Regions from separate parts of the Rattus norvegicus genome. Here region 2 is linked to region 1. Evidence: chromatin contacts called from public Hi-C data. All regions are on one chromosome and are shown on one strand. The core of a region is the stretch at or near the end of the contact, and the rest is flanking DNA. Distances in the headings are between cores, read along the strand shown. Region 1 has its middle 850 kb from the start of Sox9. Region 2 has its middle 820 kb from the start of Sox9.

Region 1 (5,808 bases), core at 1,858-4,357:
TAATTGCTACTTTGTGAAATAGCAAACGTCCACCACCTCTCCCCCAGCCCTACTTCCAAAAGCACAGCACCCCTCTTTCATGAGGGTAACCCTAGGAACTGAGAGTCCAACCCCAGAGGCCAGAAAACCCACAGCCTCCTTTTCCGTGTTCTTAGACCATGAATTACACGCTGTAACACCCCGGAAAAGAAAAATGAAGAAAGACAGACGACGAAGGCTTAGACATTCTTTACCCTTTCGCCATTTCTGTGAAGAATAATTTCCTTCTGAACTGTGCAGTGAACTAACTCTTAACCATTCTCAACCTGTACCCCATTCTGAACTCTGTGTGATTAACTTAGTGTTGGAGTAAACAGTCGCTCTCTAAGATAACACCGTTCTGGACTCTCCGACAGATCTCTCTAGGCATATAGCTATTTTTATGTCTTTCCTTGATTTTCTATCACTGATGAGATGAAGAAGCGTTTGAGCTGCTAGGGCCCACTTTACACACCATATACCTTCAAACCCAGAGACTTTAAGCACACAGCTGAGAGAATCTGTGTGATTGCGAGTGTAGAGGCAAAAAGGTGTGATTTCATCATTCCATCATAGTTCTGAGGAAATCAGTAACATCTGTCCAGAGAGACAAAATTGAAAGTCACATTGAATCCCAGGTAGGTAAAATATATAAAGAAACAAAATTCACCACACAGAACCTATATACATCACATACACACATACATGCATATATACATATATATATACATATATATCATATACACATACATACACACATACATATATATCATACACTCACACACATACATATATATCATATACTCACACACATACATATATATCATATATACACATACATACATCTATATCATATACACACATATATGTATATATACAGATACAGACATATATATATACCATATACATATACACACATACACACATATATATATGTACGTATGTATCCTGTAGAAAATGGATTCATATATGAAGCTGAGAGAAGAAAGTTGTAGAAAAAACTGGAGGGAAATGAGTCCAGTGAGTTTCACCAAAATATTGTACTCGAGTATTTACTCCCACACAGTAAAACATTTTGAAGTCTACTCTTCTCTCAATTCTAAATCTGCGGTCCTTGAGGTGAAGTTTAAAGATATTTTCTTGCCGTTTAAGTACTGCGCGTTGTATTGTGAAGATTCTTTTTATCCTTGCACATCCAAGAGCACAGGTAGTCGTGCGATTCCCACTCCAGAAACAATGAAACAGGTCAAGAGCAGTTGAACTAACTGAGTGATCCAATCGGGAAGCAAACATTTGAAGCCAGGTCATCTGGCTCCAGCAGCATGGTGTTTCCTGTAGTCCACTGAGGAATGGCTATACCAAATGGAAATGGGGCTTTCCTCAGATTTGCAGTGTCTCAGGACATGCAGGAAACAACAAGTTATACAGAATTGCCTTTTTGCTAGCAAATATAAATTAATCTGACAAGGCTAGTGCAAGGCTGGGCAAGTAATGTATTATGGCAGAACAGCAAGGAAGGAAATTCTGTTTAGACATGAAAGAAAAGAGGATGTTTGTGGGAACTCCCTGGGCATACCTTTGCAAAGTAGCCTTCCCAGTCCCCAGGGAACAATTGAATGAAGCCCTAAGGCTCTTGCTGGTTTCAGCCCACACCCTTTCCCCATCCCTCCCTTCAAGATGGAGAAACCCTCCAAAGGCCAAAATAGAGCAGAAGGAGCGAGTCAAACCAAACTCTCTTTTGCAAGATCACCTCTTCCAAAGGGACTTGATTAATCTAATAACGTTACACGTTAAATCAATTTTCACCACGAAAATGAACGCCACCCAGGGTGATATATACCCCCTGGGGTCTCCCCAAATACACCCAGCCAATGCTTAGCTTTCTTGGGACTTCTTTTATTTTACACAGAAAAATTAAACGTTAGCAGTCCGACTCTATTTTCGCCTAGAATGTCCATTAAAAGTCTGGCTGCAATATTTATGAATAGCAAAACAAGGCCACCAGGACACGTATCAGCTCAAAGCAAGTTTCAGTTACAGACCTGTCAAGCACAGCCTCAGACATTAATAATAACAATGAGGCAGAGGGCTAAGTCAGAAGAGTGGGGCATACAAAAGAGTCTGTAACTTTTAAGACTATAAAGTAAGCTCTTCATTTACGTCAGTGAAGGTTTTCTTCTGGTCCTTTCGTCCTTAGTTTACCCAGTAAAGAATCAAGTTCAAAAATACGTTTAGTAAAATTTATAATAAAGGACACAAGGAAAACATCTTTTTTTTCTTTTTCTTTTTTTCAGAGCTGGGGACCGAACCCAGGGAAAACATCTTAAAGGGAAATATCAAATGTTTAATTGAGAATATGTTGAAATTCAAACCGAGAGCTTGCAGGCTGCAGAATTAACACTTATTTTATTTTTATTGCTTTGTATTTGCATATAATGTATTTTAATCAACCTGCACCCAGGCAGGCAGCACTAAGGGGTTAGTGGGTTTAAGCAAATGGGTCTTTGTTAAAGAAATATTTATATTTTTAAATTAGGAGTCTATGCAGGAGGAGGGTATGTATGCATGAATGCACCGCTACCCGCTACCCGAGGCTAAAAGAACGAGCTGAATGAATTCCCAAGAGCTGGAGTTGCAGGTGGCTGAGAGCTGCCCCCTCATGTGGGTGCTGTGAACCGAGCTCAGGTCATCTGCAAGAGCAGTATGTACTCTCTTGACCCATCGGATTTTTATTTTCAAAGATCAAGATCCATCCCCCAGCCTCCACCACAATCCCAGATGAGTCGCTTTTGAAGACAAAAAAAAATTTTTTTTTCTCTTCTCTGTTTTTATCTTCTGTTGACTTGTCCGTGTTATCAGAGAAAAAAGGTAAAGGTCTGCTCACAAATGAACTTAAAAAGGAATGTGTAAAAAGGCACAGGAAAGCCGCTTCTGGATTGTCAGTAGCCAAGGGGATAAAAAGGAAGATAAAGGTCACGAAAGCTAAACATCTCATAAATATGGCTGTGAGCGAACGAAGAGAGAGTCTTCAGCTTGGAAAATCTACGTAAGTGTTCCTCTCTGTGCCATTTTCCAGTAGTGCATCACGGGCTATAATTGATCCCTAGTTAAAATGAAAACTGGAACACGTTCTTGATACTTGGAAATGAAAGTCACTGTAAGCAGGCAAATACATGGGGCTTAAAATTTAACCACAGACCGCCACATCCTGTTTCTTCCTGAATGACCTCTGACCTTTCTGCTTGATCTGTTTTGCCGAAACATAAACAGATGCAACAATTTTTTGACATTTTTTTCTTTTATTGCATATTTTTAATACATTTCAAATTTTATTCCCTTTTCTGGATTCCACTGTAGAAACACTCTATCTCCTCTTGCTTTTATGAGGGTGCTCCCCCACCCACCCAGCCACTCCCTCCCACCTCCCTGCCCTGACATTCCCCTACAGTGGGACATCGAGTCTTGACAGGACCAAGGGTCTCTCAATTTTTACCAGCCAGCTTCCACATTGTTCCTCAAAACTCAAAAGCAACGGTAAAAACTTGGTTTGAAAGGAGACTTGGAAGAAATGCACTGCGACCTCTTCTTTTAGCTCTCTCTATTGCAAACCTTCCTCTTGCTTTTCCACCGCCCTACATGTTCAGCCTCTGAGGAGGGAGTTCATGGGCACAGGCAGGACTATGCTCTCAGAAACTTCTAGCCTTTTACATGCTGCTGGACGCAATGTAAGATTACACCAAGAATGACTTTTAAATGATAGAACACTCATTGGTTCCTGGCAATGGACTAACTTCATCCTAAATATTTTACTGTTGTTTCCTATCTCATAGGAAAGAAGAAAGCATCCGCGGGGGAGAGGGGAGGGGATAAGGAGAGACCGAGGTGAGAGGAACGAATGGGAAGAATTCTGTTTTCCTTACGATCGACTTTTACGGCGGTATTTAATTCTGTGTGTATGTCCGTGTCATGAGTGCAGGTGATCATTGAGTTCAAGTGGGGTGGCGTTACACTGGAGCTGGAGTTACAGACCCTTGTGAATCACGTGACATGGGTTCTGAGAACCTAGCTTGGGACCTCTGCGGGAGCTATATCCCACCAGCTTCCAGATCAATCAGTTTTTGGAGTCTGGCTCTGCAGTTGGATTTAACTTGGTATTATCTTCAATCTCAAAGGACTGGCTGAATCACAGAAGATTTAGATGGGATAGTATGCCTCTCTCTCTCTTTCTCTCTCTCTCTCTCATGTGTGTGTGTGTGTGTGTATGTGTGTGTGTGTGTGTGTGTGTGTGTGTGTGAGGCCGCGCACGCACATGCATAGTAACTCTCACACCACAGAGAATTACTAAGCTAAAAACTCTGCAATGGAAGGGGGATATGGTTTTCTTCTAGTCAGTTTTCAAAGGAACTGTTCTGTCGTCTGGCTCCAAGCTTGGGTGTCCCAACCCTGTGTTGCAGAGCAGATCTGCCTGGATCCATTTCTCAGCCAGCCCCCACCATGGCAAAGAGCCAACTGCTCTCTTGGTAATTGCAGGCGCTCTGAAACTTCGACGTTTCCCTGTCATTTACCTCCGAGACTCTTTTGAAGTGCTCTCATTTCTGGCTTTACTCACTTTGCAATTCTCCAGAACGTCTTTCAGGATAATTGAACTATCAAGGAATGTCAGATTAGAAAATACAATCTGGGAACCCAAATCCATAAAGTCTAAACTGTGTAGAGCCAGAGAGGTGAACATTATCTTCCAATATCTCCTTTGCCTGCCGCGCTCACCATTTCTTAAACTAGAAGTGCATGTTGTGAGAAATGAGGTGCGGATTCACATTCTAAGTATTCTCATCTGCTTTAAGGAGGGAAGAGTTAATCGATAGCCGTGAGTCAGGAGACTCAGCACATTTGAAAATGAACTCAGCAGATTTTAGGTTTAGTGGGCTTATGGGGGTTGAGGGAGCCCTAGGATACATATGTCGACTAAACTAAGGATGGTGGTCTGAGAGGATGAGCTGTTCCTCATCACAGCAACATCCAGGAAGAGAAGTTGAGTCAATCGGATGACCAAGATGACCAGGATGACCAAGACAAGCCATATGAGGTCTTGAAAGGAAAGACAATAGAGATAACAGGAGAGAAAAGAGGCAGGCAGTGCTCTCTCAAGAGCTCAGGAACCCTGCCAACAAAGAGAGGGGAGATAGAATGAAAGTCAGACGCCAGGCAAGGACTCTAGTCAGGCATGTGACCACTTATTAGAGTCCAGAGGTGAAAATGATGCTTGGAACTTACTCATGCCTCAAAGGATCTCGCTCTACAAAGATAAACCAGATTTACCTTTCCACCAGCTACATCCAGGTAGGCAATTTTCATGGTTTCTGGAATAGGTGAACCTGCCTTTGCCTGATACATGGTTGCTTCAACTACGGATGTGGGACTAGTGGAAGAGAGAGAGAGAGAGAGAGAGAGAGAGAGAGAGAGAGAGAGAGAGAGAGAGAGAGAGAGAAACAGCCACAGTGTCAGTGTGTGGTATGCCCTGCCGGTAAGTGTCAGCCGGAGGTAGTTATTAGGAACTCTGTCCCTGACATCATGGAAATGAATAAGGCTCATCTTTTCCAACTTTACAAAATCAGGATGACCATTTCCTCAGACTGCTCCCAATTACACCCATCTTCCACAATAATGATTTATTTTGGGATCTTACGTGTTGGGTCCTACGATGAGAATTATTTCCCATGTTTCCCTTTCCTTTTCACATTATTTATGTGGTGAGAAAAGAGGTGGATTTCAGTTGGTTCAGTTTTGATA
Region 2 (5,808 bases), core at 2,148-4,647, 34 kb after region 1:
TTGGGAGAGCATGAATTCAAAAGAAATACACTAATTTCTTTTTTTAATTTAATCTTTTATTTTTACCCTCCAGATTTTATTCCCCTCCTGGTCCACCCTCCAACTATTCCACATCCCATACCTCCTCCCCACCACCCTGTCTCCACGAGGATGCCCACAGCCCCATCCTCTAGCCCATCATGACTCTAAACTCCCTGGAACCTCCAGTCTCTTGAGGGTTAGATGTGGTACATCTTCTCGGACTGAACCAAGACCCGGCAGTCCTCTGCTGTATATGTATTGGAGGCCTCATCTCAGCTGGTGTATGCTGCCTGGTTGGTGGTTCAGTGTCTGAGAGATCTCAGGGGTCCAGGTTGATGGAGACTGCTGGTCCACCTACAGGGGCATCCTCCTCCTCAGGTTCATCCAGCTTTTTCCTAATTCAACCACAGGGGTCAGTAGCTTCTGTCCATTGGTTGGGTAAAAATATCTGCATCTGACTTTTTCAACTGCTTGTTGGGTCTTCTGGAGGACAGTCACGATAGGTCCCTTTTTGTGAGCACTCCATAGCCTCAGTAATAGCGTCAGGCCTTGGGGCCTCCCCTTGAGCTGGATTCCACTTTAGGCCTGTTGCTGGACCTTCTTTGCTATCCCCGCAGTTATTTCAGACAGGAACAATTATGGGTCAGAGTTTGGACTGTGGGATGGCAACTCCATCCCTCACTAGATGCCTTGTCCTTCTGCTGGAGGTGGGCTCTACAAGTTCCTTCTCCCCACTGTAGGATATTTCATCTAAGGTTCCCTTTGAGTCCTGAAAGTCTTTCACCTCCAAGGTCTCTGGTATATTCTGGAGGGTTCCCCAACCTCCTACCTCCCGAGGTTGTCTGTTTCCATTATTTCTGTTGGCCCTCAGGGCTTCAGTTATCTTCCCCACCCCAATACCAGATCATCTTCCCTTCTTCTCCCCCTCCTGTTTCCTTTTCCTCCCAAGTATCTCCCTCCCTCCCCTCTTGTGGTTGCTTTCTTCTCCCTCCCAAGTTGGACTGAGGTGTCCTTACTTGGGGCCCTTCAGCTTGTTGACTTTTTTGAGTTCTGTGGACTGTATCTTGGGTATTCTATACCTATTTTGGCTAATATCCACTTATTAGCGAGTATATAGCATGCAAGTCCTTTTGGGTCTGAGTGACCTCACTCAGGATGACATTTTCTAGTTCCATCCATTTACCTGCAAAACTCATGATGTCCTCATTCTTAGTAGCTGAGTAGTATTCCGTTGTGTAAATGAGCCATATTTTTTGTATTCATTCTTCTATCGTGGGACATCTGGGCTGTTTCTAGAGCATTCTGGCTGTCTCTCACTTGTTTTATTTAGATGTACAGTAAAGGAAAGATGAATGATATTTAACAGGCTCGATTTCAATTACTGAATACACTTTAGGGTTCCATTTCAAATGATTATGGAGTCCAAATACAATTCACTGGAAGAGATACATTATTTCAGCTTCTTGGGAATGACAGTTTTTGGCTCCTCATCCTCTTCTTTTGGTGGGGTCAAATTTTACTTTATTTGGTGGACGGTGATAATAGTGGTTTATAGTTTCTACATTTCTACTCATTCTGAAACACAATGTCACTAAGACTGTAACAATGCATAGGCCACAGCTATTATCAGTAGACTTAGATGCTACAGTGCACACCTGTCATGCCAGGTACGCTCACAGGTGTAACAGTGGCATGACTGCTTATGTGGGCAACCAACCATGCGCTTGATCAAATCTGAGGCCTGCTACCCAGGAGCGAATTCATACTAGTGCTGTAATATGATCAGAACCCATGCCTAGGGAGGTCAGGTCTAGGGAAAGACCTATTGACATATTGTTTTGCCAAATAGGCACCTTGTCAGTGTGGCTTCTAAATATTTGCATTTATGTTCTCATATTTGTGCTTCTTCTAACCTTGTTCAGAGAAGCTTCTTGTTTTACTGGTTATTAGTCAATAACTGCTGAGAATAACCAACCTGAGTGTTTAGCCACACAAGGGACATCCACAGCATACTCCTATAGGGCTCACAGAACATCACCGGAGTGAGTGCAGAATGAATGTAGGATACAGAAGATGGGAAGGAGTGCGGTGAAATGCTGTCTTCCAAACCTGACATGATGGTTGCACACATTTACTCAAAGCAGTTGTGGTTGCCTGTGCAAGACCCGTACAAGATCAAGTGAGTCAAAATGCCAGCATAGATGGAGAAAGGCTCTTCGGATTCCACAGAAACAATTGTCAGTTGTCTGCTGGAGACTGGAAAGTTGCTTTTTCTTTAGCGATGTGACTCCTGGTAAGTTTCCCATGCCTCGGTGGATGACCTAACACATGTATATGAATAAGACTCAGTAAATAGAGAAATAGGTAAATAATGCAAAGAGATTGGGAGGGAGGACATGGTTGAGGATCCTGAGGGTTGCTACAGGAGGCAGAGGGGTATTACATCCAATAATAGATCAGAGTGCATTATGTCCAAGTATGAGGTTTCAAATAATAGGTAAATAAAGGTTATGAAAAAGATAAAAGATATTTGTGCATCTGTCTGTCAAATATTATACAAATGTTATCACAGTAAGTAAGAGAGTTTCTTAGCATTGTCCACTGCGGGGCCTTGTAGATGAATGTGAGCTCTTTAAATATCCAAACCCCAAGTCAGAAATTACTTCCACAAGCAGAGTTCTCTTTTTAAAGTACTTTTTGGTCTGGGCCATTCGCTAAGTCATATTCCTGAACTCTCCATGGCACGTCTTTTCTTCCCGCACTCGTGGCCCTTTATTTCCGACCACACTGTATTTTAGATTCATCTCTTAGTATTCTGCTTCATATGAAGTGGTGCTATTTATTTATTACAAGGTCTCACATTTGTTTTATCCATCACAAGCCAAGGTTGGTATAAAGTAGGCCCTCGAGATGTAATACCATCTTTAAAATGCTGCCTCGAAGACAGAAAACCGAGAATCAAAAAGCTTAAAAAGAGCCGGGCTTCCAACTTCATATTTCTTGCCTACGGCTATGCGATGGCTTAGGTCCACAGTCCAAGTTTTAAACGTCTAAAAATAAAATCATATTGAACCACAGGGGGCCATGTGCAAAGCGTCATAATGCTCGCCCATAATTCTTAGCTAGAGTTAGCCATAAAGTGCCACAAAACGATCTGCCTCTCTGTCTTTATCTGGTCTTCGTGTTACACTCCTTAACAACTAGAGGTGTGTGGAAGGCTAACGGTTTGGTTAGTTGTTGACAGTGGCACCCTCCTAATAATAACATCTTAAAGCAAAACGAGCAGTCGTTGACAATAATCAAGGGTATATGAGCAGGAGTCAGAAGTGGCTGATGGTGCATCACTATTAAAACATGTGACCATCTCAGTTGGACTCTGATCTCATGAAGGACGATGATCAGGATAATCAGCAACAACTCGCAGTCACATGACATTCCCTGGAACTCAGCACAGGGGCAAAAATCGGCTTATCTATTCTTTTTACTGAGCATTTTGAGTGCTAGACATACTGAACACAACACGTCAGCCATTTAAAGGTTTGTAAACAGTCATTTGGACATGAATTAGCATGGTTACACTTTCATAAAAACTCACTTATTAACGTGTTGAATCTCAAGCATTTACCTCCAAGTGTGTGACTTCAGACAAGGGATATGTAGTTTAGTATTTCCGGCCACAGAGGCTTTTCCGCCCTGAAAATATGGGACTGTGAAGCCAGCTCGGTCAGTAAAATACTTACTGTGTTCTAGGATGACCCCACGCTTGGTCATCAGAATTAATGTGAGGAATCTTGGTGTGATGGAGTACCAGCCCCGAGGAGAGGTGCCGCTCTGCTGATAGCTGGCAAGTCGGCCTAGAAAAATAAAATCAGTGCCCATTAAAGCCAGTGGAAGATCCTTTCTCCAAACACAAGATAGAAGGACACCTGTAAACTCTCGTTTCTACATACATGCCCCGGCACACAATCAACACGTGTGCAAAAATGCAAACTATCCCAACACACACACACACACACACACACACACACACACACACGGAGAGAGAGAGAGAGAGAGAGAGAGAGAGAGAGAGAGAGAGAGAGAGAGAGATGGAGAAATACACTTAGAGATGCTAAAGATATTTATCATGATTCTTAAAACTCCAAAGGTATCCAGCTGATTCTTAAATTATTTACACAATCTGGAAGGAAGCTCTGGAGACTTTTAGGCTGTTCTAAGTGGACAAGAAACTCTGGAGTGGAAACCAGTGGCTATCGCCACCATAACATCATAAAAAACACTTTCCACAGCGCCTTTGTCTGGCAGTTTCTATTTACTTCTGTGAAGTCAACCAACCAGCCTTTCTGTCTTCAGACAACTTTAGAGTCCTTTCCGGAGTTCAGCAGTGTCCAACAATGCAACAACACACATCGCCACTGGCAAGCTAATGACTCTATGACATAGCTCTCACCCGGGCCCCAAGCTGTCCACACCAAAACGCAGCTGGGGACATGGATTCTCGGCCCACGCATGCTTCATGTGCAGGAGCTGTCAAAATGCCATCCAGCTTGGCACAGTCTTTGTTTACCACGGTGCCTTGATTTCATGAGTTAGGGCGCATTCTGTTTGCGTTGCACAAGCCAAGGTCATTACTGCCTAAAGCAGGAACCCACAAATTGCTGTTTCGGAGGTGCCCCGATGGTCTCCGTTCCCAGCAAGGGCCTGTGAGAATGAGCTCTGGCTCCCCTCGGATGTGGCGAGGCAAACGCTGTTCTTTGGTTGAACATAGGAAAGAAACCCTATGAGGAGTCTAATGGAGCAAGACTCATGTCTGCCGTTCCCCTCAGAGGTTGCGTGTTTTAATAAGCTTGCATGCTCTAATTCATACTCAGTGCAGCTTTATTAAGGTTGCCTAGAGACAACTCGTTAAGCACTGAGTTGGGAGGTGACATTCTTTGTTACCGGTGACACCATGACCATCTTGTATCACTCCTTGGAGGGCCGTTCGTTTCCTTTTACCTGTGAATAAGGAGATATTTATATATTCACTCCCTCGTTGCTGTTAAAAGAGATTTGGGTTGAAGGACACTTGGTAAATTTGACAAATATATTTTTTCAGATTTTCACATATATATATTAATTTTTCAAGTTGGACATATTTTTTAGAAGTGTTCTTTAATTTTAGTGTCTGCAAATGGGTGTTTTGCCTACCCATAGTCATGTGCACCACAAGAGTGCAGTACCCACTGTGGTCACAAGGGGGAGGTAGATTTCCCCTGAAATTAGAATTCCGCTTTGTGATCCACCAAACGGGTGCTAGGAATCCAACTTGGGAGAATTTTGCAGAAGGGGTTTTGGTTGTTTTGTGACTATAGGCACATGCCTATAATCTTAGTATGTTGGAGACAGAGACAGAAAGGTGACAAGTTCAAGATCTGCCTGGCGTACCCTGGGACTGGGGGTATAGCGTGATAACAGTGTGTTGAGATTGTCTGAGCAAGCAAGGTTATGTTTGTTCCTCATTGTTGGACATATAAGTGAGTGAGTGTGTGTGTGTGTGTGTGTGTGTGTGTGTGTGTGTGTGTGTGTATTTGCATGTGTGTTTGTGTATGTGTGTATTTAGTGATTCCAGACATCTACATGTTACCACTTTATTTTTCAACAAAAATCTCTTTAAATTATCATCATCATCATCACCATCATTAAATTGTGTGTATTTGGCTGTGGGTATGTTTGCATGGATAAAGGCTCCCTCTAAGTCCATTGGAGAGAAGGCTTAGGATCCCATGGAGCTAGAATTGTGATGTG

The links. A called contact is a pair of places that touch in the nucleus more often than the background predicts.
Region 2: a Hi-C map of liver shows a contact between it and region 1, with 3 times the contacts expected there. The contact joins two enhancer-like sites. A contact is called at or near these places in 3 of 12 Hi-C or Micro-C datasets (kidney, liver and mammary epithelial cells).

Annotation. Positions count from the first base shown.
Region 1 is chr10:97,453,469-97,459,276 of GRCr8, forward strand. No RefSeq gene overlaps it. Among named protein-coding and RNA genes, the nearest start is that of Sox9, 850 kb to the right of the region's middle. Within about 2 kb of position 3,108, at least 2 of the 93 cell types and tissues checked have an H3K27ac peak or open chromatin away from gene starts, as enhancers often do. A contact at or near this core is called in liver, where this site is marked.
Region 2 is chr10:97,487,629-97,493,436 of GRCr8, forward strand. No RefSeq gene overlaps it. Among named protein-coding and RNA genes, the nearest start is that of Sox9, 820 kb to the right of the region's middle. Within about 2 kb of position 3,398, at least 1 of the 93 cell types and tissues checked has an H3K27ac peak or open chromatin away from gene starts, as enhancers often do. A contact at or near this core is called in liver, where this site is marked.